Regions from separate parts of the Mus musculus genome. Here all the other regions are linked to region 3. The links are chromatin contacts, called in public targeted proximity ligation maps. All regions are on one chromosome and are shown on one strand. The core of a region is the stretch at or near the end of the contact, and the rest is flanking DNA. Distances in the headings are between cores, read along the strand shown.

Region 1 (6,870 bases), core at 2,927-5,426, 1.1 Mb after region 3:
ATGAGGCCAGCTTTCTACATAGCAAGTTTCAAGAGATCCTGTGTCAAAAAAAGTAAATAAATAGGCCAGGCAGTTGTGGCGCATGCCTTTAATCCCAGCACTAAGAAGACAGAGGCAGATGTGGACCTCTAAGTTTGAGGCCACCCTGGTCTATATTGAGAGTCTCAGAACAGCCAGAGGGCTACACAGAGAAACCCTGTCACGGAAAACCAAAATAAATAGATAAATAAATAAATAAATAAACAAATAAATTGAAAAAAAAAAAAGGCTGGAAATGTAGCTCAATGATAACATGTTTGCCTAGCCAATATGCAGTTCAATCCCCAATAACAAACAAATAAAAAAATAGATAAATATTTTGTAACAGTTTTATTAGTTTTATTATTGGCTTTTTGAGACATTTTTCACACTGTAGCCCAGGTTAGCCTCAAACTCAGCAATTTTCAGGGCTTGGTTTGAGTGTTGATACTACAAGTATGCCATTATGTGTAGCTACACTATCATTCAGTGTTAGGGATTGAATCCAAAGCTTTGAACATGCTACACAAGCACTCTGCAACTAAGTTATACCCCCAGACAAAGATATAGTTCTGGAAAACTAGATAAGCTGGTCATGGTGGCACACTCCTTTAGTCCCAGCATTCAGGAAGCAGAATTAGACAGATCTTTGTGAGTATAGACCACTCACTGTGTAGACCATGTTCTACACAATAAGCTACCAGCCAGCCAGTATGAGACCTTACTTCAAATTTTAAAAAAAGAAGAGAAGAAAAGAAGAAAATGAAAAGAAAAAGAAAAGAGGAAAAACGAGAGCCTGAGAAATGGTTAAGAGACGTTGATGGTCTTGCAGAGGATCAGTGTTTGATTCCCAATACCCTTAGCATCACACAACAACCTGTAACTCTAGTTCAGGGGATTCGCATCTGCGCTTCTGCCTGTCTTCTAGCCCTTTTTGGTACCTGCACACTTTCAGTGCACATACATACCCTCAGGCAAAAACATACACTTAATTGAAGAAGTAAAGAAGTAAACAAAGTTACTAATTCTAATTTATTTTAACTAATTGGGCTTTTAGAGACAAAATCTTGGGCTGGTTTGTTGGTTATGCCTTTAATCCCAGATCTCGGAAGGCAGAGGCAGAGAGGTGTTCAAGGCCAGCCATGGCTACACAGTGCAACCTTGCATCAAAAAATAAAAATAACAACAGAATCTCATTTTGTAGCCTAGGTTGGCCTCAAAAATCATACCAATCCCTCTGTCTCAGGCCCCTCAGTACTGGGGATTACCAGGCATGCGTCAGCATGTCATGACTGGCGCAATACAATTTATCAAGTAAAACACTTTAGGAAATGACTTGAGTCTCACGTTTACTTAGGAATCAAGCTGGATTAGGAAACTGGGCACAGTAGTGAGCACACACCTTTAATCCTGTCATTTGGGAGACACAAGCAGGGGAATCAGTCTAGTCTACAGAGTGAATTCCAGGACAACCAGAGCTACACAGAAAAACCTTCTCTTGAAAACCTAAATAAATAAATAAATAAATAAATAAATAATAAAAATTAAAAATGAAACCCTACAGGCCAGGTTCTTTTCTTTCTGTGGTAAGGCTCCCAGAGAGGAGTTTTAGAGGAAATCCCAGTCATTCTCCAAATGAGAACATTATTTGTTTCTTCATTTTGAGAGAGGATCTCCCTGTGAAGCTCTGGCTAGCCTGGAACTGACTACCTAGACCATAGACCAAGCTGGCCTAAAACTCTAGAGGAGATCCTCCAGCCATTGTTTCCTAAATGCTGGGATTAAAGATGCACACAATCTCTGCCCAGCTATGCACCGGGAGTGAGTGGTTTGCCTCTTTTGGGTTTCCTCGTGGTTAACATCAGTTTGATGCTCAAGGAGCTGCTGGTGGTGTAAGTTAATGAGTCCAGGAAGGTATGCTGAAGACATGGTGACAGAAGGGCTTTTTGGCTGCTGGTCCCAAACCACACTTCAAAATGGGTTTTCTCAGTATTAAACAAGATTTTGACTCTAAAAAAGAAAGAGAGAGAGAGAGAGAGAGAGAGAGAGAGAAGGAAGAGGAAGAGGAGGAGGGGGAAGAGGAGGAGGAAGAGGAAGAGGAAGAAGAGGAGGAGAAAGAGGAGGAGGAGGGAAGGAAGGAAAGAAGGAAGGAAGGAAGGATTTGACTAAACCTGCTTAGCCCTGTTTTCTAAATTTAATCAGAAATTTTTGGGGTTTTGTTTGTTTGTTGGTTTTGTTGTTGAGTATTTGTGTGTGTGTGTTAGCTTTGAGACAGTCTAACCAAAAGATTCCTAAGAAGAGTTCATTCAATGGCAAGCTCAAATTTTCTTTCACACTTAATTGTCGTTAAAGTTTTGCAATAACTCGGTAATCTACTTCCTAATACTCCTTTGTCTATTTTTAAAGGAAAAAGACATTTTCCCACAAACCTGACTAAAGATGCGGATCACTTTTCATAACATTTGGCAAGCTCTAGTTTAAGCATCACCCCATACTTCAGTGCCTCCCCAGATTCATCATTAACCCTCTTCCTGTTCAATACAGAGCTCCTGAGTGTACCAGAGCCGTACCTGGCGTAGGTGGGGGTAATGACATAGATAGTAGGCAGGGCCTCAGGTTCAGGGGGCTGGGCTGGGACAGGGGGTGGGCGACGGAGATCAGCTTGCAACTGGGATATCCTCAGGTCCTTCTGCCGAAGCTGCTCAGCTGCAGCTCGAAGCGGAGGGAGGCAGTCGCAAGGCTGGCCTGGTACCAGGAAGCACCAACAGGGTGAGCAAGTTGTGACAGAGAACCACAGGATAGTAAGTAGTTCAAAAACCCAGGCCAATTCTTTTTAATTCCTAGCCAATACAGAAATTCCCTTGTAACTTGCTTTTTTTTTTTTTTTTAGAATGGTGTCAGAGACTCTTCACCTTTCACTGTTACTGTGTTACTGTTTTAAGGTAGGTCTTGCTATAATGGCTCCAAGCTGACTGACCTCAGACCTTTAACCCACTGACCTGTTTCCCAAACGGTGTGCCACAACATTCAACTCTTCAATTTTAACCAGTTCCATCTGTCACTCTATTTTTCTTTGCTGGGGCTCCAACCCAGGGCCTTACACTTGTGAGTGTTCTACCACTGTGCTACACCCTCAGCCCTGCCACTATTTTCACTAGTACATTTCGACGATTATCTGTCAGCCTTTCTGTCCTTTCTACCTTCTGATCCTAATTTTACCTTCCACACATAAGGAATATAACAGTCTGAACTAGAGGCTCTCCTGTAATGGCACTACCTGAAAAGCGTTTACCAAGCTCCCACATAAAAGGCTGGATTCAAGGCGCTCCGTGGTCACGTGACCACTGACTTGTCAGTAAGTTCACAGATTCCATTACACGACAAATATTTATTGAATAAAAGGGGGGGGCAGTCCCTACTCCCTAGCTACTTTAGTGGAAGAGGTAGACACTAATAAAGTCATTACAAATTGTGATATGGGCCACTTAGAAAATTAAAAGAGATCAAGACTAATAAGGGTTACTTGAGCTAAGGTGGTCAGGGAAGTCCTGATGTGACATCTGGCCTAAAACCAGGATGAGAAATAGATGGCCTGGAGGTGGGGAGAGCACAGCTGGTCAAAAGCTGGAGGGGACAATGAACCAGGGGGTTCTCAAAAACCTATCAGCAAGCCGGTCTGAGAGGCAGAGCAAGGGGAGGGTGGAAAATAGGTTGCTTGGCGGCGGCGGGGTCATTTGGGGCTTGACCGGTATCCGCGGAGTTGCAGACTGCCGAGAGTTCTACACAAGGGGTCACCGAGGGCTGTCCCGAGGGCTGAGCGAGCGGGAAGCCGCTGTCTGCGGGTCTCATCCCCAGCGCCTTGGGCCGGCCCTCCGCACACCGCCCCGCCCCGCCCCGCTCACCGAGCTGCACCAGAGCGTAGAGGAGGCCGGCGATCGACACCAGGAAGTAGGCAAGAAACACGTTCTTCAGCTTCAGCTTCATGGCCGGTGCCACCGGGGCAGGCGGGGTCCACCGGGACCGGCAGGGACAGGTCCGCCCGGCCCTCCGCCCTCCCGCCGGCCCCGCCCCGGCCGCCCGGGCCGCGCCCCGCCTTCCCCAGGCTCCCTTACTAGTTCCCGGGAACGCGGGACTCTGAGCGACACCTGGGACCACTTCCGGCTAGTGGCGTCCCTCCCACAGGCAGCTTCCGGTCCCGCCTCCTGGTAGGCCATTCAGGGCGTTGACGCTATATCCGCTGGGTCAAGCGGTCGTGGCAGGCTGACCAAGAGCTTGTGTGGCCTAGCTCTATAATCATCTTGAAGCTCCCAATTGAGCACAAGCTCCACCCTTGTCACTGAGTTTTCTAGACTCACTCAACCATCCTTCAGCCTCAGCATTGGCTGCTTAAAGAAACGGTTGTTCATTACTTGTTCAACCAATGAGTGAAATCTAAAACGCACCAGGTGCTTGGCTAGGTCGTTTCCAGTGATTCTCAATCTTCCTAATACTGGGACCCTCTAATACAGTTCCTCATGATTTGGCATCCTCCCCATCATAAAATTCATTTTGTTGCTACTTCAAAACTGTAATTTTGCCGTTAGGAGTTGTGATGTAAATGTTTTCTAATGGCATTCCTGCTGGTCCCTCCTGCTTTGTGCTGATTGTCCTGGTTGTCTGTTAGGTTGTGCCACCGCTGCTTCGTGTTCGCTATCCCTACTCTACCGAACTGAACTGCTGATAGATTCATGAAATGTCTGAGTGGATCAAGCTGCCACTGCTAGCCTGTGAAGTGAACTGCAGATTTCCAGACAACAGACAAAAGCTACTCCAAAGAATCTTTCTAAACATGTCCACATCCCCCGTATCTTTCATTTTCCACAACCTCTGGTGGGTGGTGGACTACAAGGGAGGTTAAAGTGTTTAAGAATCATCATTAAAAATAGGATTTGAAAACAGTTACACATGTTCGTGAGGACCAGAGGACTTTGGAGTTTTAGCCTTGGGACCTCAGGTTTGGTGCTCTAACTGTTGAACCATCTCATCAGCCTTCCAATTTTAGGCCAAAATTATGTCATTACCATGGGACAATTTTTAAAAGTTCCTTCTAGATTTTCCGCTCCACGAGCTGTAGTTTCTTCAGGGTCACCTCTCTTCAGCAAGTGACTACAGAGCTAAAAGTGGGTACCAAGTCTACACTACAACAATGATACTTTATTCACGGATATGTAACAATTTACATATTTAGTCCAGGAAGTAGCTTGTCTAATATGCAGTTTTTCTTTGTCCCACCCCTACCCCCAAACCCCCATCCCCGCCCAAAACAAGGTTTCAGTTTCTCTATTTAACCACCCTGACTGTTCTGGAACTCACTTTGCTAGCTAGGCAAACTCAAGAGATCTGTCTACCTCTGCTGGGATTTAAGGGGCATACACCACCACTGGCCAGCATGTGCACTAGTTTCTATCACCAAAAAAACCTGGGGTAGTGGTACATGTCCGCAATTCCTGGACAACATTGAAAGTGGAGGTAAACTCCACTATATCTCAAGATGGTCAGCATGGCAATGGTGGCACACGCCTTTAATCTCAGCACTTGGGAGGCAGAGGCAGGTAGATTTCAGAGTTCTAGCTTGGTCTACAGAGTGAGTTCCAGGACAGCCAGAGCTATACAGAGAAACCCTGTCTCAAAAAAGAAAGAAAGGAAGAAAGGAAGAAAGGAAGAAAGGAAGAAAGGAAGAAAGGAAGAAAGGAAGAAAGGAAGAAAGGAAGAAAGGAAGAAAGAAAGAAAGAAAGAAAGAAAGAAAGAAAGAAAGAAAGAAAGAAAGAAAGAAAGAAAGGAAGAAAGGGAAAGGGAGAAAAGAAATATAGTCAGCCTAGGCTACCTGGAACCCTGTCCTATTACACAAACTGTTTCTCTTTGCTGAACAATAAATAGTTTCAACATATATTCAATAAAAAAAAACTCACAAAAGAAAATACTATGTTCCTACCAGTAACTATGTTTCTGTTTCAATGTTACATCATAATAAAAACATTTAAAACTCCTTTCATTTAGCTCTGTAAAAACCATTTAGGAATTATCTAGTCACCCTATCATACAAAACAAAATTTCAGAACTTTTTTTCCTGTAACCAAGTATCCACTACTTGTCCTTTCTCCAATCTTCCCAACAATAGTTTTGAGACTTAGTCCAGAATAGCCTTCAACTTAAAAGTCTCAGGATCTCAGGATGTCCTTGAACTATTCCACCATTCCCAGAAAGGTTTTTTGTTTTTGTTTTTGTTTTTTTTTTTAATCCTTATCTGAAAGGGTCTGTGGTCTAGAATGGCTTTGGACTCCCAACTCAGGCAATCTATCAGACTCCAGCTCTTTGCTAGCAAGTTCAACATAACAATGGGAGGATTTTTTAAATGCTGATATAGGGCATGACCATAGGTCAAATTCCCAGCATTGCAAACCAATTTTTTTTTCTTTTTTTGTTTTTTTCACGACAGGGTTTCTCTGTATAGCCCTGGCTGTCCTGGAACTCACTTTGTAGACCAGGCTGGCCTCAAACTCAGAAATCCACCTGCCTCTGCCTCCCGAGTGCTGGGATTAAAGGCCTGTGCCACCACACCCGGCTTGCGAAGCAATTTTTAAAAGCTGAGTATGGTAATGCTATCTATTATACCAGCACTTGGGAGGCTGTGGCTAAAGGATCAGGTGCTCAAAGCCAGTGGGCTACATGTCAAAATCCCGTCTTAGGTTGGGCTCAGTGGCATAAGCCTTTAATCCCAGCTCTAAGGGAGGCAGGAAGAGCTTTTGACTTCCAGGCCAGTCAAAGCTATATGGTGAGACCCTAAATCAAAAGGTAAATTTAAAAAATACTGTT
Region 2 (6,644 bases), core at 273-2,772, 1.1 Mb after region 3:
AGAGGATCAGAGGAGAGGGCACCCAGATGAAAAAGTCGCTCTGTGTGGACCAAAATGAGACAAAATTCTAGATAGAGATGAAGTGGAGATGAGCAAGAGGAGAGAGTTAAGAAAATAAGTACTAGTCATTAGCTGGACAGTGGTGGCATATGCGTTTAATCCCAGCAGTCTGGGAGACCAAAGCAGGCTCTTGGTTCAAAGCCAGCCAAGTCTACAGCTCAAGTTCCAGGACAGCCAGGGTTACACAGAGAAACCTTGTCTCAAAAGAAACAAGGGGGAAACCTGCCTCAAAAAGGAAATGGGGGGTGGGGGAAGAGAAGAGAGAAAAAAAGAAAAAAAAAAAAAAAAAAAAGGAAGGAAGGAAAAGAGATATTATGGAAATACTTTGCCAGGCAGTGGTGTCACACACCTTTAATTCCAGCAGTCAGGAGGCAGAGGCAGGCGGATCTCTGAGTTCGAGGACAGCCTGGTCTACAGTATGAGTCCCAGGACAGCCAAGACTACACAGAGAATAAACCTTGTCTAAAAAGAAACAAGGAAAAAAGAAGAAAAAGGAAATGAGTTTTTACCCCCTACCCCTGCAACACCCAGTTCTAAAGTCAGATCTTCACTCAAAAGTGAGACTTAAGAAACAAGAACAAGAATTTCCCTGGAGTCCATACAACTTTGCACTCAAGTTGCATCCTTGTATAGGAGAATTGAGTAAACTGTTCAGGCCCCACCTTCGCGAACGCACAAGCCGCCACAGAAAAGAAAACCCCTGCGCGCCTAGCCCCTAGCGCGGCTGGCCGGACGGTGGGTCACTCGGGCCCCTTCCAAAGCCAAGGCCACTTCCAGCCCGGCGATCCAGTCACAGGTCTCAAGAGCACCGTTACGGCTGCAGGTAAGCCTCTGCGGTAGACTCTGCGCCCGATAGCGTCGCCGCCGCGGAACCATGGCTCTTGATTCCGGTTCCGGTCGGTGCCGCGGCCCACACGACCCCAGATGTGGCTCCCCCGCGCCTGCGGACACCGAGTCTCCCTGATCCCGGCCTCAGCCTCTTCCGCTCAGGGTACTCACCTCCCACCCGGTACATGTTAGCCGCCATGGCCGTTCCCGCCGCCGCCTCCGGCCACACAAAGAGGTCCCGGAGGCTCGCGGGGGCAAAGCTCAGCTCCAGACGAAGCCCCCAGCGCGTGGCTGACGCTTCGCGGAAGTGTCGATGGGGCCCGAGCAGCCGGCACCTCTGCTCGCTCAGCCGCCGCGGCTCATCACTGCCCGCGCGACGACGACACTGCTATAGCCTCACGCCGGGACACCGAGGCCAGCTCCGGTCTACTCGGCTTCTTCCGGAACGAGCTCGATTCCTGCCTGACCGGAGTGAGGTTCCAGCTCCTAGCGTCCTCACCGAGTCCCAGCAGACGTCGTGCGGTGCCAACCGCTGGCAAGGTTTGCCCTGCCCGCGTCCGGGTTCGCCTCCTTCCGGAACACCTTCGGCCGATCCGGAGAACAAGGCCCAGCGCTCGGCTCAGGTCGGAGAGCAAGACCCCGCAGATCGGCCACTTCCGGAAGGAACTCGGCTCCTTTCGCTCAGCCGCGGCCTCGCGCTCGGTTATTTCCGTTGCAGCTCGACCCCGCCCCTGAGGGCGGTGAGGAGCCGGAATTAACTCTTTGCACTATGGGTCCTAGCAGCTCCCCGGCAGTGGCGTCGAAAGGCGCGCGCGCGCCCTCACTCTTCTTGAGGTTATTTGCAAGCCGCTTTGCCTGTTATTTGCATATTTGGTCTGAACTCCCTTTTCTCTTCCCGCCCTGCACTTTTTTCTTTCATCCTAACACAACTGGGCCCCTGAGGGGACCCGCCGCACAAAAGCACCAGGCAGTTACTTTTTTCTTTTTATTGCCCCTCACCGAGCAGAGGGTGTCGGAGCTGGGTTGCCTGGCTCAGCCAGCAAGTCTGTTGTTATTTTGTGTGCAGTGGGGTGGTTAGCCCCTCCAGAAAAATGCGCAATTGGGAATGTATGAAGTCAAAGAAAAAGCCAGCACAGGAAAAGACTGTCCTTGGTCCTAGGGGTTTTGGCCAGGGTGGGGCCAGACCACAGTACCAGAGGGACAAGACCATCCAGCATCAATCACACGTCCAGGGAGGAGGCAGGGGACAGAGAGGGCGTTCTAGATGGTGTGGCAGGAGCGGGCCCAGAGCTCCCTGCCCCCAGCACTCGCCACTGAAAGATGCTAGCATCCTTGCCACCTAAGGAGACAAGGTATGAGTCGTCGTGCGTGAACCGGACACTAGTCACATGGCTGCCATGGCCTGAGTACATACGACTTGGCGCCTAGATGAGAGAAAAAAAAAAAAAAAACAACTGGTTGCAGCAATGGCAGGGTACCAAACCTACCCACCTGGGCCCAATGGTCCCCTGAAGCCTCACCTTGGCTCGAGCACATGGGTACTGAAAGAGGTGTACTTTGCAGAAGTCGTCTGCCACAGCCACCACCCGTTCATTGTGGGAGCGGCAAAGGGAGTTGATGTCTGTCCCATCAGAGCCATCAGGCCACACACCTAACACAACAGGTGGCCTGAGTCAGGCTGCTACCACAACCTAGAGTTGCAGTGTTTCAGGTCTTCAGGTTGCCACTGCGCTCCAGACAATCCCAAGGGGCCTCCTAGCCTGGATTTGCCACTATGACCCCCACCCCGAGGTGGCACACGCCCAGGATTCTGAGGGCAGAATGGGTTCTTCCTTGTTTCCCCAGCCCTCCTAACGGATTCCAGATCCTGGCTCACCATAGACGTGGAAGCCCAGCACACAGGTATAGGTAGCCCACTCCCGGTCTCTGCTCTCATAGCGGTTCCTCAGCAGTTTGCAGCCTCCAGCCACATCCCCTAGGTGGAAATCGCCTACTCAGCCGTCATTCTTCCCTCACTTGACGACATGAACTGATCATAGGCATAGCGTCCACTATGAACCCCACTGTGTGCTTCCCAAGTTCTCACTGACTTGGCTTGGCTTTAAGTTAGGCCTGCATGATGGTGCAGATCCTTAATCCCAGTCCTAGTGGGGCAGACAGATCTCTGAGTTGGGGGCCACCCTGGTCTACAAACGCAGGTGACAGAGGGAACCCTGTCTCAGAAACAGAGAATGTAGCCTTAGACATGCCTAGAGCCTCTGGATAAAGCACTAACAGTTTCTCATCAGCTGCCCCTCCCCCACTTGCCCTAAGGAGCTATCCTAAAGCACTGTCTTCTTGGTGCAGCCGGCTTTTTCCTTTGTTTTGGTTTGTTTTGGTTTGGTTTTTTTTTTTTGGGGGGGGGGGTTGTTTTGGTTTGGTTTTTGGTTTTCCGAGACAGGGTTTCTCTGTATAGCCCTGGCTGTCCTGGAACTCACTTTGTAGACCAGGCTGGCCTTGAACTCAGAAATCCACCTGCCTCTGCCTCCCCAGTGCTGGAATTAAAGGTGTGCGCCACCACGCCTGGCCTTTCCTTTGTTTTGTATTTTGAGGCACAGTCTTCCTATGCAGCCTTGGCTGCCCTAGAACTCACTATGTAGACCAGGCTGGCCTTGAACTCATAAAGATCCAGCCACGTATCTCTGCCTCCCCAGTGCTGGGATTAATGGCATGCACCACAATGCCTGGTCCATTTTTCAACTCCCTTGAGTTCTTGTTGGAGAAGATAGAGTGTGAAACTGTAGCTTACCTACTTACCGGGTTATCCCTATGTCCAATTCCAACCTCCATTTCCCTCCACATCAGCCCCTCTGCTTGATGTTCCTCTACTACCATCAGCCCTCCTGACTAGAAACCTCCTGTCGGCACCCACATAATCTCTTAGGAGACATAATTAGGAGGATGACAAATGCAAAAACAGCATGGGCCACATAGAGAATTCTAAGCCAGCCTGATGCAAAAAAAAAAAAAAAAAAAAAAATTAAATGATCCCCATCTCCCTGCCACTCACAGTAAAGAATCTCATAATCCCCAGAATTGGACATGATGAAATTCCCATCCTTGGACCAGTCAAGGTGAGTGATAAAACTGGAGTGCCCCTGGGGAATAAGAGTCAAGAATTTGACAAGATGGCTACCATTTCCCATCCCCAGGCTAGCCCTTAATGCATCAAACCCCTGTTACTGTGCCCACAGTTAACAAATCCCACCTTCCACCCCAGCATCCTTACCATACATCTGCCAAAGCGGCTGGACTTAGTGCCACAACTGGAAACACTATAGATGTAGATCATGTTGTCATGGGAACCAATAGCCAGGTACAACCCATCTACAAAGAAACTTATTCAGATAAAGAAGAGCCAGAGCAGGACCCAGGTCCAGGGTGGGGGTGGCTCCCACCTGGGCTGTACCGGACAACTGAGAGCTGTTCATTGCCGTCAGTGACATCGGATACAATCTCTCTGGTCTCTGTGTCCAAAACCAACCACCTGAAAGGAAAAGGGAAGGAAGCAAGGAGGCAAGATGTGAGCCTACCCCCAGGGAGGCTCTGAGCAAAGAGTCAGCAAGAAGACAGAATATCAGGCTGTGGTGTCTGGAAGGAGGCTGGGGGATGGGATGAGGCTAAGGGCATAGAAGTGCTGAGGGGCTTCTGATGTCTCCTGAGAAAGAAGTCAGAAACTGCAGACCAGGCCAACCACAGAAACCTTGTGGAGTCAGTCAGCCTGGCACTTCCCTGTTCGCCCACCCACATCCACCCCTCCCAAGCCCACTGCTTCCCCATCCTGGGCTGCTACCAGACTGAAGAGTATACATGGGGAAGACTTGGTGACAGCAGGAGAGGGGAGGCCTGGGTTACAGAGAAGCACCCGAAAGGTGTGGTTCAACACTTTAGTTAGCCTTGGTCACCTCTTGTCCCTGTCCCCGTTACCAAGAACCCTTCCTAGACTTCCCTGCTTTTCTTCCTAGGAGGTCTGGCATTCTCTCACCTCCCTGTGTTCAGTCCTACAACCACAACTGCCCCACTTGGGTGGAAGTCAGCACATAAACCCGTCTCCTGGGAAGAAAAAAAGGTAAATTGAAGAAATGGTTTTTCTAAGGGGCCCATGAGATCAGGAGAGAGACTTCAGGGGGTGGGGTTGAGGAAGGGGTAGTAGAACGTACATGAAAGTATAAGCTGAAATTCTAGAGACATGAGGATTCAGATGGAAATCAAGGTGTTGGGGGAGGAAAGAGCCTAGGTCACAGTCAAAACTGAGTATTATGTAAATGTTAATTAAAGATAAAAGTTTGCCGGGCATTGGTGGCACACACCTTTAATCCCAGCGCTTGGGAGGCTGAGGCAGGTGGATTTCTGAGTTCGAGGCCAGCCTGGTCTACAGAGAGTTCCAGGACAGCCAGGGCTACACAGAGAAACCCTGTCTTGAAAAAACAAAAAAAACAGAACAAAACAAAACACACACAAAAAGAAAAAAAGAAAAGAAGATGGCTTTCTAATAAGAGAAGTTGGATGTCACTTTGTCATCTTAGTAACTTTAAAGGATCCTCCCAAGGCAACCAGAGAAAAGGAGGCATGAGAGACCTGGGATAGAGCCTAGTAAGGGGAAGAAACCGAAAGCACCTAGCAGTGCTACAGATGAACCAAAATGAGGTCTGAGGCAGCAGCAACGCCCAGGTGTCAGTCACTCTTACCAGTCTCTACAGAGTTCATATCTGAACAGCCTGTAACCACAGTACAGTCAGTTCTCCCAGACACAGAAGGAAAGGCAGGATTAGGGAGTCAGAGCACGGGTAGCGTGGCAGATCAAGGGCAGCTGACTCTACCTTTAGGTCCATGCTCCAGGCCAGTGCATGGCCTTCCCCATCCCACAGGCAGAGCTGCCGGTCATGGCCACAGGTGAGGAAGCGATTCTGGGACGGATGTGTACACAGTCCCCAGAGCTCATCAGTGTGGCCCTGCAGTAGAACAGAGTTACCACAGCTCTTCCCCAAACTCCCTTCCCTACTTGCCCTGGCTTTTAGCTTCCAAACCTGGATAACAGGGGAGAAGCCTTGAGCCAGATCTCCCCTCAGTAATGCATTCTTTGTGGTTCCCACCAGCAGCTCAGAGCCAAGCCCTTCAGCAATGGCCCTCACAGCTCCAAAGTGTTCTGGAATCTGCGGAGTAATGACAGAATGTCAAAAGCATACTGACCATTCCTCTCCCCATCCCTTCCTAGACCCCAGCGCATCTCTCACCTCTGCCTCCTGGAGGGCCACCAACCCGGGCCCCCACTGCACCAGTCGTCGGTCCCGCCCACCACCACTCAGCACTGTCCCATCCCGGCGGAGACACAGGGCAAAGATGGACCCCTCGTGAGCATGGGCCTGGGCCACGATCGTGTAGGTCTCTGTTGGTAAAGGCTAGGTAAGTCATGCTCTTAGAGAAAGGAGCAGCTTAGAGCATCACAACACAGACTAACTCTAGCTCCCAAGCACCCACAGAAGACTCTTTAAGCCTCATCATGACTACCAATTCAGCTCATAGTAATAGTGGCAAAAAAAAAAAAAAAAAAGGCCCTTTGAACTTTGAACTTTGAACCTGAGATTTAACAAATTCAAATCCCTAGCCTTCTCTCCTTTACTGTGTGGCTCCCCACCTTTCTAGACAAAGCCCCACGGAGTTCATCAGTTCTCCAGGGTAAAAGGAAACGCTCTGCTCTGTTCCCACAGAATTTCTGA
Region 3 (6,602 bases), core at 2,524-5,023:
TTCCCAGGTACTGCGCCATAATGCCGGGCTCAATGGGTTGTTTTGCTCCTTTGTTAAAACTTGAACCCAGGGCCTTGAGCCAGCTACTCTACTACTTAGCCATATCCTCAGCTTACGGAGCTAATTCTAATGTCCCCTACTAGTGTCCCTATTAGTATTCACATATCTCAGACCTTACACCCTGACTACATTCAAGCGTAACTAGAGCCAAGTTACACTGTTACTTGTTCTGAACTTTCTCCCCAAGGAGAGGGCAGGTCCCCATCTTGCTTACCTTAACTTGTTTACCTTACCTTAAAGCCTTTGCACTTCTAAAAGGTGATTTTATTTGCATGTGAATATGTGTGTGTTGGGGGGAATACGTCCGCATAAATGACAGTGCACACAGAGGTCAGAGATGGTGGCTTTCCTGAAGCCTGAGTTACAAGGGGTTGTGACCCACCCACCAGTTCCATAGGTGCTGGGAACGGAACTCAGATACTCTGTAAGAGCAGCACCTAACCTCCCAACCTCTGAGCCATTTCTCTAGCCCCAACGATCCTTTTATTTGAAGACAAAGTCCTATGTGTCCCAGGCTGGGCTCAACCTTGAGCTCGCCATCCTCTGTGTCTACCTCATAATTGCAGGGGTTACAAGTGGATGCCACCACAACCACATTTATGCAGCATTAGAGATGGAACCTAGGGCATCATGAACACTAGGCAAGCAGTCTACCAACTAAGTTCCAACCCGCCCTTTTGAGATCCTTTTAAACATACATCAGACCCCTTTGGTTTCCCTGCTCTGCCCTCCCGGGATCTCCTCCTTCTTTAGAATAAACCAAAGTCCTAAAAACAAAAATATCTGGTGAGCTTGGCATGTCTGCTTTCTGACTTCCCCTCCCTGTGGCTGCTCTCTAGCACAGCCATGCTCTGTTCCTTAGGTATGGGTGGCATGGTCCCACCTCCGAGCCTTGGCTCTAGCTGATGCATCTGTTGCACACTCCTTCCCTGAAAATGTTTTGTTCACAGCTGCATCTGCAGAGGCAGGGGGTGAGGAGCACACAGGAGATATTCATGGGTGGGTTCAGGGAGTCCCATTACTGAGGAACCAACGTGGGGCAGAGTGTGGCTGTGCATTCAAATCCCACACCTGCCACTGTTTCAAGTTTCACTGTTTCTTTGAATCTCTTTTCTCATCTGTAAAGTGGGATAACAGTAGTAAACTGCCTCGCTGGTTGGTATCCTGAGGATTAAGAAACAGTATCAATAGCAAGCATTGATTTAGAATCTAGCACATAGTAGGTGGTTGGTATGTGACTCTCACATATTTATGACCAGCAGGGGCTAGACCTCTCTGGCTGCCTCTTCTCATCTCAGGGTTGCCTGTGACTCTTAGACAAACCTGGCCCAGGGCCCAGAGTACTCTCCCTAGGGCACAGGCTCTGTATCCCAGGATGGCCACAAGCTGACTTCATGGCACAAGAACTCTGGGAATTTCCTGGCAGGAAAGCTTCTGTTGCCTGGACATGAGAACAGCTGATGGGTGGCTGGGCTGATGCAAGTGGGCAGCCACATCTCACCCCTAACCTGAGCTTCAGATTCTGGGATGGGATACCTGGCATCTAGACTTGACCACATGGGGCACTGGATTGGTTCAACTCCTAGTATTCCTTGTGGGTCCATCACTGACAAAGGCTAGGGCCTTCTGAACCTAGACCCCTCCCGGCCCTGAGACCTGAGTACACCAGGTATTTTTAGCAACTCTACCCCAACGTCTGGGGCCTATAGCAATCTTTTCCTATTACTGGCAGGGTCAGAGACAAGCTCTCCCAGAAAAGGCTTGGGAGTGCTATGACTGTCCCACTGCACTCTCCAGTCTGCATACATATAGTCTAAAGAGCAGCTACTGAACAAACATCTACAACACAGCAGCATGGTGGAGAAGGTGTGGTCTTGCCCTTGGCTGGCTTGCTATATAGCCTAGCTCTCCCCACCCGTCCAATGACAAAGCTAAGGTTCAGAGGAATTACCTCTGAGTGCCTTCAATGGCAGAGCTAGAACCCTACTACAAGATGTAGAGTGATGTTTTCTTTACAGACCTTACTGGCTGTGAATCAAAATGGTGGCTGGAGCAAAACCATTAGATGGAGGTCTCGGGGCACTGAGCTAAATATAAAGTTAGAAATCCCATGTAGGAGGGGCCTCCTGGCTGGCCCTGAGCAAGAAAAAGCAGTCAGTGCTCTCTGTTGTCCTCCTCTCCTGCCCAGCATTCTGTCCTACGCTACAACACGATCCTCACAGGACTGCCAGGGCTCAGTGGGAGGGGCTGTGGCACCTCATGCCCATCATGCTCTGGTAGAAAGAAGGAAGGCTCACACACACACACACACACACACACACACACACACACACTGGCCCACAGGTTGATGATTTTCAGGAATTGTCTCATTCTTATCCCTCTCAGTTGCCTGGAGTGAATCCGGGAGGAGAGGGACAATGACAGTCCTGGGACACAGAGAACCTCCTCTGCTGCCACCAAGTTCTTCCACTAGAGAATCATTCCCTCCAGTCTTAAAGACCTTCCGGGTACCCAATGTGACTAACCTACAATTTTGGATAGTCGAGGGCAGAGCACCATGGCCTCAACCTTTGTCCATGGAGTGGGACTGAAGGAGGAAGGGTCTGGGAAATTGCTTCACCACTGGGCTCTAGCCAGATAGTCCTTCAGGCCAGTTCCATCCCTTCTTGTCTAGACACGGACTGAGAATGGGAAGCCAGAGTCCCCAGGGGCTAGTCGGTGACTGGGGTGACTGTGCTTCCCGTGGAGGCCCACCCAGCCTGGCAAAGTCTTCCCACGTGTAGCTGCCAGCCCAGCAGAGGTGAGTCACTGGCCCTCAGAACAGTCTACACAAGTGCTGGATAAGCCACAGACCTCCAGGCCCTGCCCAAGCTCTGCTGCCCAGCCCCCAGTTTCTGATGGCACGTCCCTATCGCTAGGGACCCAGCCCTGCCCCAGGCTCTTGGAAGCACCAGAAAATAGTCTGTGACACTCAGAGCAGAAAAGAAACCCTCAGTACAACAGTGAGGGTACTTACCTGGGGCAGAATCTGCCCCTCACGGCACACCCACCTCTGGGGGCCCATTCTTCCCTGAGATCTATTTATTCCACAGACTGACCCAAACAGCCCATCCTCCGTGAAAGAAAGAGACCTCCTTCCCTCAGGCTCCATCTCAACTCTGGAGCCAGGGAAGGGGTCAAAGGTCAGAAAGAGCAAAAAGGATGCTAAGGTCCGCAGGTGGAATGAGACGCCAAGCCTATGAACAACGTCTCCCTCTCCACCGCTAGTGCCAGGCTCCACCCCGCCGGCTGTGGGTTAGCTTACCGTGGCGTCCTCCGCACCGTGGTGGCCGATGAGGCGGCTACCCCCTGGGTGCCGCTGTGCCCAGCGGCTGATGTCGTAGACACGGCGCTCGATGACCAGCCACTTGTCGCCTGGTAGGTCATGCTGGCGGATCTGCTCCCAGCGGAAGATGGGTAGGGGCGCCCCCAGCGGTGCGGGCCCCTCCCGCGGCCCGGGTCCCCCTCCGGGCTCCCCGACACCGCCCATTGCCGCTGTACACAAGTCCTCCGGACCCCGGTACGTGACCAAGGTCTAAGAGAGACACTGAGGGAGGCGAGGTGGCAATCAGGGGTCTTCCTCCGCCCGCCCCACCGGCCCCGCCCTGCCGCTGCGGCCGCCGTAAGAGCGTGCGCCTGCCCGGCTCTCCGCGCAGGGAACTTTTCCCTCCCTTATAACCGCGCTGACAGCGCTCGCCTCGCCCGCCCCTCGTCCCGGCCCCCGCGCTGGCCAGTCCCGCTCTCGCTCCAATCCAGGCGCGGCGCCTCCACATCTATTGGCTGCCCGGGGAGGGCGGTGTCGCGAAGGGGCTTGCCCCACCCTCGAGGGCCTGGGGCCACCACGCCCGGCACTGCCCCCGGGGCACTGCCCCCCCCCCCCCCCAGTTTCTCGGACTCTCGGCTCAACTGAGAAGGCGGGGGATGGGGACCCAGCGCGCACGGGAGTCCTGCAGGCCGCTGCGCCCAGGCACACCCGCAGGGGCCCGAAATGAGCCCAAGTCTGAGCCCTGAAAGGCTGAGAAATGTAGTTAGGGACGTCACCGGTCTTTAACCAGGCATCCCAGGTAGCTAGAAATGAGGACACTACCTTGGGGTGACTGTCAACAGCCACCAAACAATGGACCTCATCCCCCAGTAAACCCTCAATATCCACGCGAGGAAGCCATCTAAAGCAATCTGCAGGAGCAGATGGCCTCTCCTCCTGGCTGTACGCAGGATTGGGGATGCCCAGGTTGGCCACTGGAGGAGGAGCAGAGGACACTGCTGCGTGGAGGTCTGCCGTTCAGGAGATGAAAGAATGGTCCAGTCTGCAATGGGTGGCTTGCTTGTCACCACCTCCCAGTTCTCCCCATTCATGGTGTCACATTTTTGACTTATTAAATTCAAATCCTCTTGAGAGTGTAACTACGTTCCCAATTGTACGATGTTTCTTTGAGACAGACATCAGTTCCTTAAAAGTTAAAAGCTTTCACAACTGGCAAACTTGAAGGTCCATCAGAATTTCCTTGAGGGCTAGTTAAAACAGACTCCCGCACACCACCCTAGTGTGACTCAGGGCAGAAAGGTGAGGCAGACCTGTTTGTTGGGAGCAAATCTTTTCAGAACCTTAAAGTGTATTTTTTCCAATGTGCAAACATTTCCTCTTGGTCTACCTAAGGATTTGTAGGTGACCTGACCTCTAAGGCACCCCTGTGGATAACAAAACCAACCTGTGTTTCTTGCCTACAAAAAACCAGTATATGCATGTAACCTTCACATATCCCCTCATACACTTTAAGTCAGCTCTGAATTCTTAATAATGTCTAATGTGATGTAAATGCTCTATAAATAATTGTTCACTGCATTGTTTAGGGAACAATAAGACTAAAAAAGGCTGAAAGCATTCACTCCAGATGCAACTATTACAGGCCTAAATACACAGGACAAGGAGGAAAGCAGAGGCGAGCAATACTCTAAAGAATGTTGGTTAGATACCTGGGACCTGTGAGATGAGGAGAGGTGACATCAGGGGCAGCCTACGTACACACTGCCTCCATGGAGAGTGAGGAGGGTGTCACAGTCCAGTCTTACATTTGGGAAACTTCCAGAATTCTTTTCTGAACATGTCCAATCTACTCCTGTTCCATCTTAGGCTGCAGAACTCAGAGAGAAGGAAAATCCATGACGTGTATCACAGGCAGACCAGAGCTTGAAGAAAGGAGCCTCTTGGTTCTCTCTAGTTTGAGGAACTCTTGCTTTGCTTAGCCAGGACCAACGAGCCCAAGATATTGCCACAAACAGGAGCTGTTCAATCCCTTTCTATGAAGGCTCTTCAAAATCCTGGAACATGTTTTCTTCTTCACACCTGGGGATACAGGAGCCCTGGCCAAAGAGGATGGCAGGTACTGCTGCCCCCACATGGTCACAGTGAGGACTGGGATAGAGAAAGCCTATGCTTCCCAGGGAATACACCTATTGTATCCAAACTTGGATGCTCATAGGGTGTGGCCTTGATTCATTCTCACACCTCTCGCTCAGTAAGATGTGGCTGGCTCAAGAGCCATTCAAGGGCTCCTTCCCTGGGATCTTGGCCTCAGGTATGGGAGGCAGTTAGGGGTGGACACCAAAGTGGAGGCTGGGCAGACTTGGGAGATAAACCAAGGATAGGCCCTAACTATGCTGCCTTCTCTGGCCATTTCAGTCCAGCATGGAGTCTACAGGTGGTAGACTTTCCACCTGTATCTAGATGTGTGTTTCCATAAAGCATAAACTATGAGTAACTTCTCTCCACTTCCCACACAAAGAGCTTCCCACTTTAGTTCTCTGTAGGTCTTAGGGTCATCTCTAGATGTCTCTCTCTCTCTCCCCCCCCCCCCCATCTCTGACCCCAGAGAACTTGCAACTTGTAGGGAGTCAGAGGAACTTGAGTCTCCATTGTCCATCCCCAAATCCCCAAAGCTGGGCAGCTGAGGCCTCTCAGACCACTTGGAAAGGGAGAGGCATCACTCGACATTCCTGAGCTGCCATTGGATCACTGCCAGGGTGTGCGAGTGTAGGAGGCAGAGGGAAGCCAGCCAAATGAAGTGCTTTGGGGCAGGGGGCGAGCTTGAGGTTTGAGAGTCCCCTGGAATGCCTTGAATACAGCCCCTTACCTCTGTCCCAGCTGGATTCTTTACTGTTGTAAGCTTCCACCCAGGCCTCTGGTTGGATGCCTTGAAATCACCACCCCCTACAGAGCCACCAGCTACTGTCCTGGAGCCAAGATATGTTTGTACAGTGCCAGGGAGGCTCAACAAGCTGGATATGCAAGCAGTGGCTTTAGGAAAAAGCTCTGAAGCCACCAAGAAAGAGCAGTCCTGGAGCTCAGGCAGCAAAAGCACAAAAAAAAAAGGGGGGGGGGCACAAGTCAGAGCTCTAGGGTTTGGCTTGAGTCACAGACCTTATCATGAGCTTGGTTATTAGTCCGGGGTACAACTCTTCTGAGAAAGGAGGGGCAGAGGCCATGGGCACCACAGGATTATGTA
Region 4 (6,880 bases), core at 1,692-4,191, 1.3 Mb after region 3:
ATATGCCTTTAATCCCAGTACTCAGAGAATAGAGACAGATACATTGCTGGGTTTGAGGCTAATCTGGTCTACAAATGGAGTTCCAGGAAAACCCTGTCTTAAACAAAAACACCAGCTTGGGCTATATAAGTACAGTCTCAAAACCAAAACAAAGAATCTGCTCTGGGCTATCTGTATCTTTTGCTCCCATTTTTTTTTCTTTTTTTTCTTTTCTTTTGGAAAGTAGAAGGGATGGAGGGAAGAAACATAATTACAGGGCTGGAGAGATGGCTCAGCAGTTAAGAGCACTGACTGCTCTTCTGAAGGTCCTGAGTTCAAATCCCAGCAACCACATGGTGGCTCACAACCATCCGTAATGAGATCTGACGCCCTCTTCTGGTCTGTCTGAAGACAGCTACAGTGTACTAGCATATAATAAATCTTAAAAAAAAAAAAACAAAAAAACAAAACAACATAATTACAGACCAGGTTGGCCTCAAACTCAGAGATCTGTAGCTTGCCTTTGCTACTTTGTGGGTTTCTTTTTCCCAGTCTTCCTCACCCACCTCCATAACATATACATACTCCATTCAACTAAATAGGAGAGAAAGAAGGGAGAGGGAAAAGAGAGATCTGTAAACCTAATTTCTTTCTTAGTTCTTCCAGCATGACTACTAAACTCCCCTTGAAATAACCACCAACGCCGCCTCTTGAATGGCCCCAACATTTATATACCCTCTGAAAAATTCCCAGAATTCCAAACATCACACAATCACAGAAACTATCTGTAGCTGGCAAATCACAATCAGGTGCTACAGACAGACAGAAGCAGCCCCACATACCTACACCTGGGATTAAAACGAAAACATCTCTACCACTACAGAAATCACCTGCCTCTGCCTCTTGAGGTCTGAAATTAAAGACATATACTATCTGGCTGAATTTCTGCATATAGACCCCTCAGCCTACCTCTACATAAGCTGAGTCCAAATCAGATTTCATATCCTTGGTCAATCTTTCCCAGTATCCTGCTTCATTAATCATTTTGTAAGATCTTTTCTATACTGACACCTAACCTCATTTTAAGCCAAGGCTTTTGATGCTGGGTAACTCTCAAGGAAAATGAGCCCTTGAAGACAATGCTCTTGCTTCCCAGTTGTTTCATCAGCATCTAGAACAGTGCTTTATAAATACTAGATGACCTAAGTGTCTACTGACTCAATGGAGGAGCAGGGTGTTTGGACATGGGTCTAGATACTTACCCTGGGGATTCATGGCGATGGAAAATGATGGAAGTAATCTAATTAGAATGCTGGGCTCTCCTGATGGCTAGCAGCTCACCTGTTTGATGATGTATGTTAGCTCCTCAATTTCTACTGCTTTATCATCAAAGAGGGACTTGCGCTTTGCCACTGCAGAGACAGATGAAACATTAGGACAGGTGAGGGTAAATAGCAAGGCTCAAAGAGCTAGGATGACAGTTCAGTAGTAGAGACACTTGCCTTAAGGTATACATCCCTGGTTTAAATCCCCAGCACCATAGAAAAAATAAGACAAAACCTCCATGAGCCTCACCTCCTAGTACTATGTTTCACTGTCCCACCTAGGAAAGGCCTCCCAAACACTCACAGATTGTTAGCTTCTCCAGCTTGGCAAATGTATTGCTGAGATCTTTCCCAATGCGCCTGCAAATGATCATCAGTGAGAAGGTTGTGGTAAAGGGCAGGAAAGAGGCTGTTACCATAACCTCCAACACAACCAATTCCACTCAGCCAAACCATCACAGGCAGATATACTTAAGACACTGTATCACCCCACCACAACGCCCCTCTCAACTCACCTGGCCATGAGGGTAAATTCACTGCACTGTCGGGCTGCGTGCAGAGCCGGTTTGCTTGTTTGGATTCCATTCTGAATTGTATCAAAAAGTTGCTACTTTAGTTCCTGTCACTACTTACCTCAGCTTTTCACTGCTCCCTCACATAACCCACTAAACACTCTAGCGCTGTTGACATCAGACAATCTACATTTATCAGTGGTTTGTAGATAAGAAAAAAATTAGATGTAGGTTTAAATCCTGACTCATCCTTTGTGGTATTTAGGGCAACTTACTTAAAGTATTCTTGAAATTACTGAAGACAATTCCTCCTCTCCTACTGATAAGATTAGTCTATCTAAGAGTTGTAAATTAAGTTTAGACAACTACCAAACAAACCTAAGCATTAACTAAATGGGCTCACGCCTGCCTTTCCACTCCAGCTTCTTACCTGACGGCTCTGCAGGGACTTGCAGGCAGACTGGAACTCCTGGGTCCGATCCCGGCAGGACATGGTGTCGGGAGGGGAGGGGACCAGGGCCACCGGAGTGGGCAAAGGAGTGCTGTCACTGCTGCTACTGATAGCAGTTGCAGGGGACAGAACCTGTGTCTTTGAGAGACCCAGGTAGACACCCTGATCCGTGTTCTTAGATCCGTAGCGTTTCCGCGGGATCATCGAGTCGCATAACCTCAGACTGTTGTGGAGAGGAGAATGTCATTCTCCAGACAGCCTCTTTCCCCAAACGCTCCCCTCAACTAGCAAATCCCCAGGCCCTTTCCCGTATTTGACAGACTTTGGAGCCCACGGCCACCCGCAGATCCTGCACCCTGGACACGGCGAGAACGGTCAGCTTCCTCCAGGCCCAAGGCGAAGCCTCCTCAGAGTCTCCTTCCGACTTGGCTCTGACTGCCAGAGCTCCGGCCGGGGCCCCTAAAGTCGAGAAAACAGCCACAGCCTGGTCCTGCGGCCCTGAACTTCCAGGCAGACCTTTGCAGTTAGCCCAGGTCTCAATCCTGCCTTTGGTATACGTGATTTCCTTCCCCCTCTCACAGAAAACAGCAACCGATCTCCAGAGGTGGACACACTTCGGAGGGCGGAGGGGGAGGCGAAAAAACCCTCTTAAAAGTGTTTATTTGAAACAGGAAGTCCCACCTCCGTCAAAGTTCCGCCTGTTGGAAGACTGCAGCCACTGATTGGATGGGGCCAAGTTTTTCCTTAACAAGACCTTTCCTGATTGGACAGCGAGGTATTCGCTTACGCGGAGCCGCCAGCAGGACTTACTCCTGGCTCCCTTCCCCCCTCCCCCGTCAAGCCGCTGCCCGGAGCTGAGCCGAACGACAGAGGCTGGACTCCTACTGAAGCGAAACCCTACCTCTTCTGTTTCCTACCGCCACCACCACCGCCACTCTTCCCAGATCGTTGCCGCCTCCTCGAAGGACTTGTAAGCAGTGGAAGCCGGACCAAAGAACAGGAGCCGCCACGTCACCTAGACGTACTCCTAACTCGGTGACGTGGCTGCTGCGCCACGCCTTTTTTTTAGCCCAGAGACAGAAAGAACACACCCCTACCATGCAAACTCGACTCCGCTCTCCTATTGGTTAGACTGCCACCGCGGCCCCGCCCCTGAAGTGCGAGAACAAATCTGGACCTGCTGGGTTAGAGGCGCCTTAAAGAGCCTGTGTGTGGTCTCAGAGCCTTTAAAGCTGGAAGCCTAGGCCTAAGTGTTTTCAGCAGATTCGCAATATTAACTTTATTCTCTGGTGTTGGGGAGGACTAAGACCAGGGTTGTAGTCAGCCTTTTTCTGGTTCCTTGTGGCTTCCCTCATGTTTGCGTTCCTGCATCTGATTGTCCTGCTTGCCTGACCGCGAGGACTCCCGACGGCTGAACATGGATAGCCTGCGCCACAGCACGGTGATCAGGAGACTTTCGTTAGATCTTTGTTTACGGCGGCCTGAGTTGTCCACTTCGTTGCCTACAAGCACCACAGGGTCCACTTAATTCACTTCTGTTCTCTCCAGCCCCACCTCTGGGGCAGTCCCTTTGGGGCACCTCCGGCTCCCATTCCAGGACCTGAGACCCGTTTTTTGTATCTAGTCCTACCTTCCCTGCCATCCTCTGTTACTTCATCCCTTGCTTGCTCATCCGAGGCCCAACGGTTCTTGTCCTGACAGCAGCCCATGGCCCCGAAAGGCGCAGGACTCTGTCACCCTCCCCAGCCAGCCTAGCTCTGGGCCTAGCTTTTGTGATGTCAGGTCTCCCGCAGCTAGGTGAGGGAACCCCTCCCACCTACAAGGCGTTTCTCCCATCACAAAAGGTCCAGGATCAGTACGCGCGTTGGGCTATTTATTAACAACATGAGCAAGGGGCTTCAAGGACTGGTGGATCCAGGCCGCTTCTTTTTCTTCCTTCTTTGGAGAGCACCTTGTGTCTGGTCCAAATCTGGGAGCTTCCGCTTGGCAGCTGCCTCCAAAGAGGCCCAAAGTTCATCTGTCTCTGTGTCTTCTGAGGGTACTTGGTTGGGCTCTTGAGGTTCTTGGGGCTCATCCTGATGATCAAGAAGGACATTCAGGAGTCAGGGAAAGAGGATGAAAATCTAGAAACCAATGCCCTCGTGTTCTGGAGGACTTCACCCTTGGCAATAGCCTGTAAAGGCTTGAGGACTCCTCAAGGAAATTAAGTTACAGTAAAGAGAAAGCCCCGGCCTGTGTTCTAGCAGCCTCCTGTTCTCTCCACAGAGAATCCCTTGCCATCATGCCTTTGGCTCCAAAATTCTCACACCTAACTAGTTGCTCACCTCCCAGTTATCCCGGCCTGACAGGAGAAGGCAGTTCAGTTGAGACTTGAGATAAACCTGTAAAATAAAAGGGGTTTTTGAGTCCAGATAAGCTGAGACGGAAACTTTTTGATGTGGGGCACAGGAAAGGGGAGAGGTTCCAGAAAAGGTAAGTTAGAATGGCGAGTGCCAAAGGTTTGGGCGCTCACCTTATGCTCTAGCCCACGTGGATTGCGGATCCTGTGTATCCTCAAGACTCTGTCCAAGCCACATGAGGCTAATAGGGGCTTTGAAGGGTGACACTGCAGCCCACGAACACTACCTGCAAGCCCCTTCAGACAGCCCAGTAGACGCCCTGGAGAAGGATGTAGGGCATGGGTGTTAGCTAACCAGCCACTGAATATGTAGTTAGTTACTGTTCAAATCACTTACATATCAGTACTTAGTCCTCAGAATAACCTAGAAACAGGAGTTACCAATGACAATTCAGTTTTATAGGCAAAGAAACAAAGACATAGGAATCAAATAACTAGTCCAAGGTTAGAGTTTTTAGTGAAATCGGAACTTGAACCCAGAGAGTGACTGTGACACTGACAGGGCACAGTGACCCTGTCAGTAGTGACCTTTCTCTTTGCCCTCTCCCCTTCTCAAGCAACCCATGGTCCACTCACCTTGCCGAAAATCAATTTCTGCCAGCTGCCCATGAGTGTTCCCTACGATGACGGAACTAAGGAGGATACCAAAGAGGGGGATCAGTATGACTTCTGGATCCATTCCAGAGCACTTTCCCTTTCCCTCACCACTCACTTGCCCTCAGGAGTAAGGGTCATAGCTGTCAGTGGGTACTCTCCATAGGTGGCCTCTAGGACTGGCCGGCGCTGGGGGGAGACTGGATCATAGACACGGACCTAAAAGAAAACTAGAGTATCACAGGAGTATCCTTACCCACAGTGGCCCCCCAATATCTTATTTATCATTATCCTTTTGAAGACTATTATTTTGTTGTTGTTTTGAGACTGTTTCTCTGCATAGTCCTGCTTGCCGTGGCTTTTGTTATGTAGACCAGATTAGCCTCAAGCTCAGAGATCCACCTGCTTCCCCAGTGCTGGGATTAAAGTGGACATACTACCATGCCTGGCAAGACGGCTTTCTCGTTTGAGGTATGTACTTAATCTCATCTCAGAATACTGCGGAAAGGGCTCAGGAGCCCTCATAAGCATAGTCTTATGGGCAGTGGAGGGATAGAAAAGCTAGAAAATGGTGAATTTCGAACAGGAACGCTTCATCTTGCTGAGGGAGCAATGGGGAGCTCCTCACATGTTATGAGCAAAGGCCTAGCACCTCTATCAGACTTTCATGTCCAGGACTAGACAAATGACAACAGTGACCCAACCCTGCCAGAGTCTCACAACTTCAAATGGAATTAGCCACAAAGATCCCTAGCTAAGCACTCACACAAAACTGGTGGAGCTGAGACATGAAAGGGGCCCCCAAAGCAAATCAGACTATATGAGGACTACAAAGTTCTATGACCATACTAGCTAGACTGTGCCTAATACTGTCAGATCTCATGAGCCTGGTTAGTACTTCATGGAAGGATTATATAATTGTTTTGCAGACAACCTGATGTTCACCCATGATATCTGTTCCCTGTGGAACCTCCTGTGGAAGGAGCACTCCCTTTGCTTTCCCTTCTAGGAAGGAGAAATAGAAACCCAGAGTTCAGAATTCCACCCTGGAATGCAGTAAGGGGAAAGTAGTAGGCTCAGCCATGGGCTTTGTTGACTAAGAAAGTATGAGCTCCTTTGATAACCCAGGCAGAGTTACACCATGCAACCTACCTACTCTATCAGGAGACACTTTTTTTGTTGTTTTTCTGAATTCAAGCTACTTCAATCCGGGAGTAAAAAGAGCCTCACCTGGTGGTACCCTGTGCATGTGACAAGTTTCTGTGACCCAGGGAGGAACTGTGTATCTTGGTCCCAAATAGGAACTCGGAGATCAAGCCAATCATTCCGCACCTGGTGTGGAAGGTACATATGGGCACAAAGTTTGATAAGCCTGACCTGTTTCCTCCAATCCTCCATACCCCCAAAGCCATCTAGGTCATGTCAGTGGCTTTCACTTCCCCAACCTCAATCAAACATAGCATCTCCCCAACCCTTCATCACTCACTCACATTTTTGGCCCTGAATACAGGCTCCTCAGACCCCTGTAGGTCCCATACTTTCAAAGCATTTTCTTTCCCACATGTGGCAACCACATGTGTATGTGTGGGATCTTGGCGCATCCTACACACCCCAGGACCCA

What was found.
Region 1: a targeted proximity ligation map of pancreatic cancer cells shows a contact between it and region 3. A contact is called at or near these places in 1 of 39 promoter capture datasets (embryonic stem cells) and 1 of 130 datasets of targeted methods (pancreatic cancer cells).
Region 2: a contact with region 3 is called in a targeted proximity ligation map of stem cell-derived neural progenitor cells, with 4 times the contacts expected there. A contact is called at or near these places in 2 of 39 promoter capture datasets (embryonic stem cells and hippocampal neurons) and 2 of 130 datasets of targeted methods (pancreatic cancer cells and stem cell-derived neural progenitor cells).
Region 4: a targeted proximity ligation map of pancreatic cancer cells shows a contact between it and region 3. A contact is called at or near these places in 2 of 39 promoter capture datasets (hippocampal neurons and pre-B cells), 1 of 130 datasets of targeted methods (pancreatic cancer cells) and 1 of 9 other capture datasets (adipose tissue).

The regions. Positions count from the first base shown.
Region 1 is chr19:8,917,699-8,924,568 of GRCm38.p6, reverse strand. It overlaps B3gat3 (beta-1,3-glucuronyltransferase 3 (glucuronosyltransferase I)), which reads right to left and starts at 4,176. Exons shown (of 5, transcript NM_024256.2): 1 at 3,921-4,176; 2 at 2,589-2,763. The coding sequence starts at 4,002. Gm36629 (a long non-coding RNA gene) reads left to right here and starts at 2,727. Exons shown (of 3, transcript XR_003952913.1): 1 at 2,727-2,819; 2 at 2,909-2,960; 3 at 3,252-5,970.
Region 2 is chr19:8,936,798-8,943,441 of GRCm38.p6, reverse strand. It overlaps Mta2 (metastasis-associated gene family, member 2), which reads right to left and starts at 1,522. Exons shown (of 18, transcript NM_011842.3): 1 at 1,060-1,522. The coding sequence starts at 1,087. It overlaps Eml3 (echinoderm microtubule associated protein like 3), which reads right to left. Exons shown (of 22, transcript NM_144872.1): 13 at 6,162-6,313; 14 at 5,955-6,080; 15 at 5,748-5,879; 16 at 4,913-4,980; 17 at 4,326-4,414; 18 at 4,157-4,254; 19 at 3,938-4,025; 20 at 2,765-2,863; 21 at 2,409-2,539; 22 at 1,860-2,312. The coding sequence ends at 2,109. Gm10353 (predicted gene 10353) reads left to right here and starts at 1,052. Exons shown (of 4, transcript NR_165499.1): 1 at 1,052-2,790; 2 at 4,893-4,996; 3 at 6,143-6,330; 4 at 6,636-6,644.
Region 3 is chr19:10,038,719-10,045,320 of GRCm38.p6, reverse strand. It overlaps Fads3 (fatty acid desaturase 3), which reads right to left and starts at 3,773. Exons shown (of 12, transcript NM_021890.3): 1 at 3,365-3,773. The coding sequence starts at 3,589.
Region 4 is chr19:8,737,864-8,744,743 of GRCm38.p6, reverse strand. It overlaps Stx5a (syntaxin 5A), which reads right to left and starts at 2,941. Exons shown (of 10, transcript NM_019829.4): 1 at 2,247-2,941; 2 at 1,820-1,890; 3 at 1,609-1,664; 4 at 1,321-1,391. The coding sequence starts at 2,471. Wdr74 (WD repeat domain 74) reads right to left here. Exons shown (of 11, transcript NM_134139.1): 5 at 6,750-6,880; 6 at 6,490-6,591; 7 at 5,378-5,478; 8 at 5,242-5,297; 9 at 4,780-4,925; 10 at 4,592-4,648; 11 at 4,120-4,342. The coding sequence ends at 4,166. It overlaps 1700092M07Rik (RIKEN cDNA 1700092M07 gene), which reads right to left and starts at 4,026. Exons shown (of 2, transcript NM_001177347.1): 1 at 3,898-4,026; 2 at 3,519-3,769. The coding sequence starts at 3,976. The coding sequence ends at 3,588. It overlaps Mir6992 (microRNA 6992), which reads right to left and starts at 1,773; the gene lies at 1,665-1,773.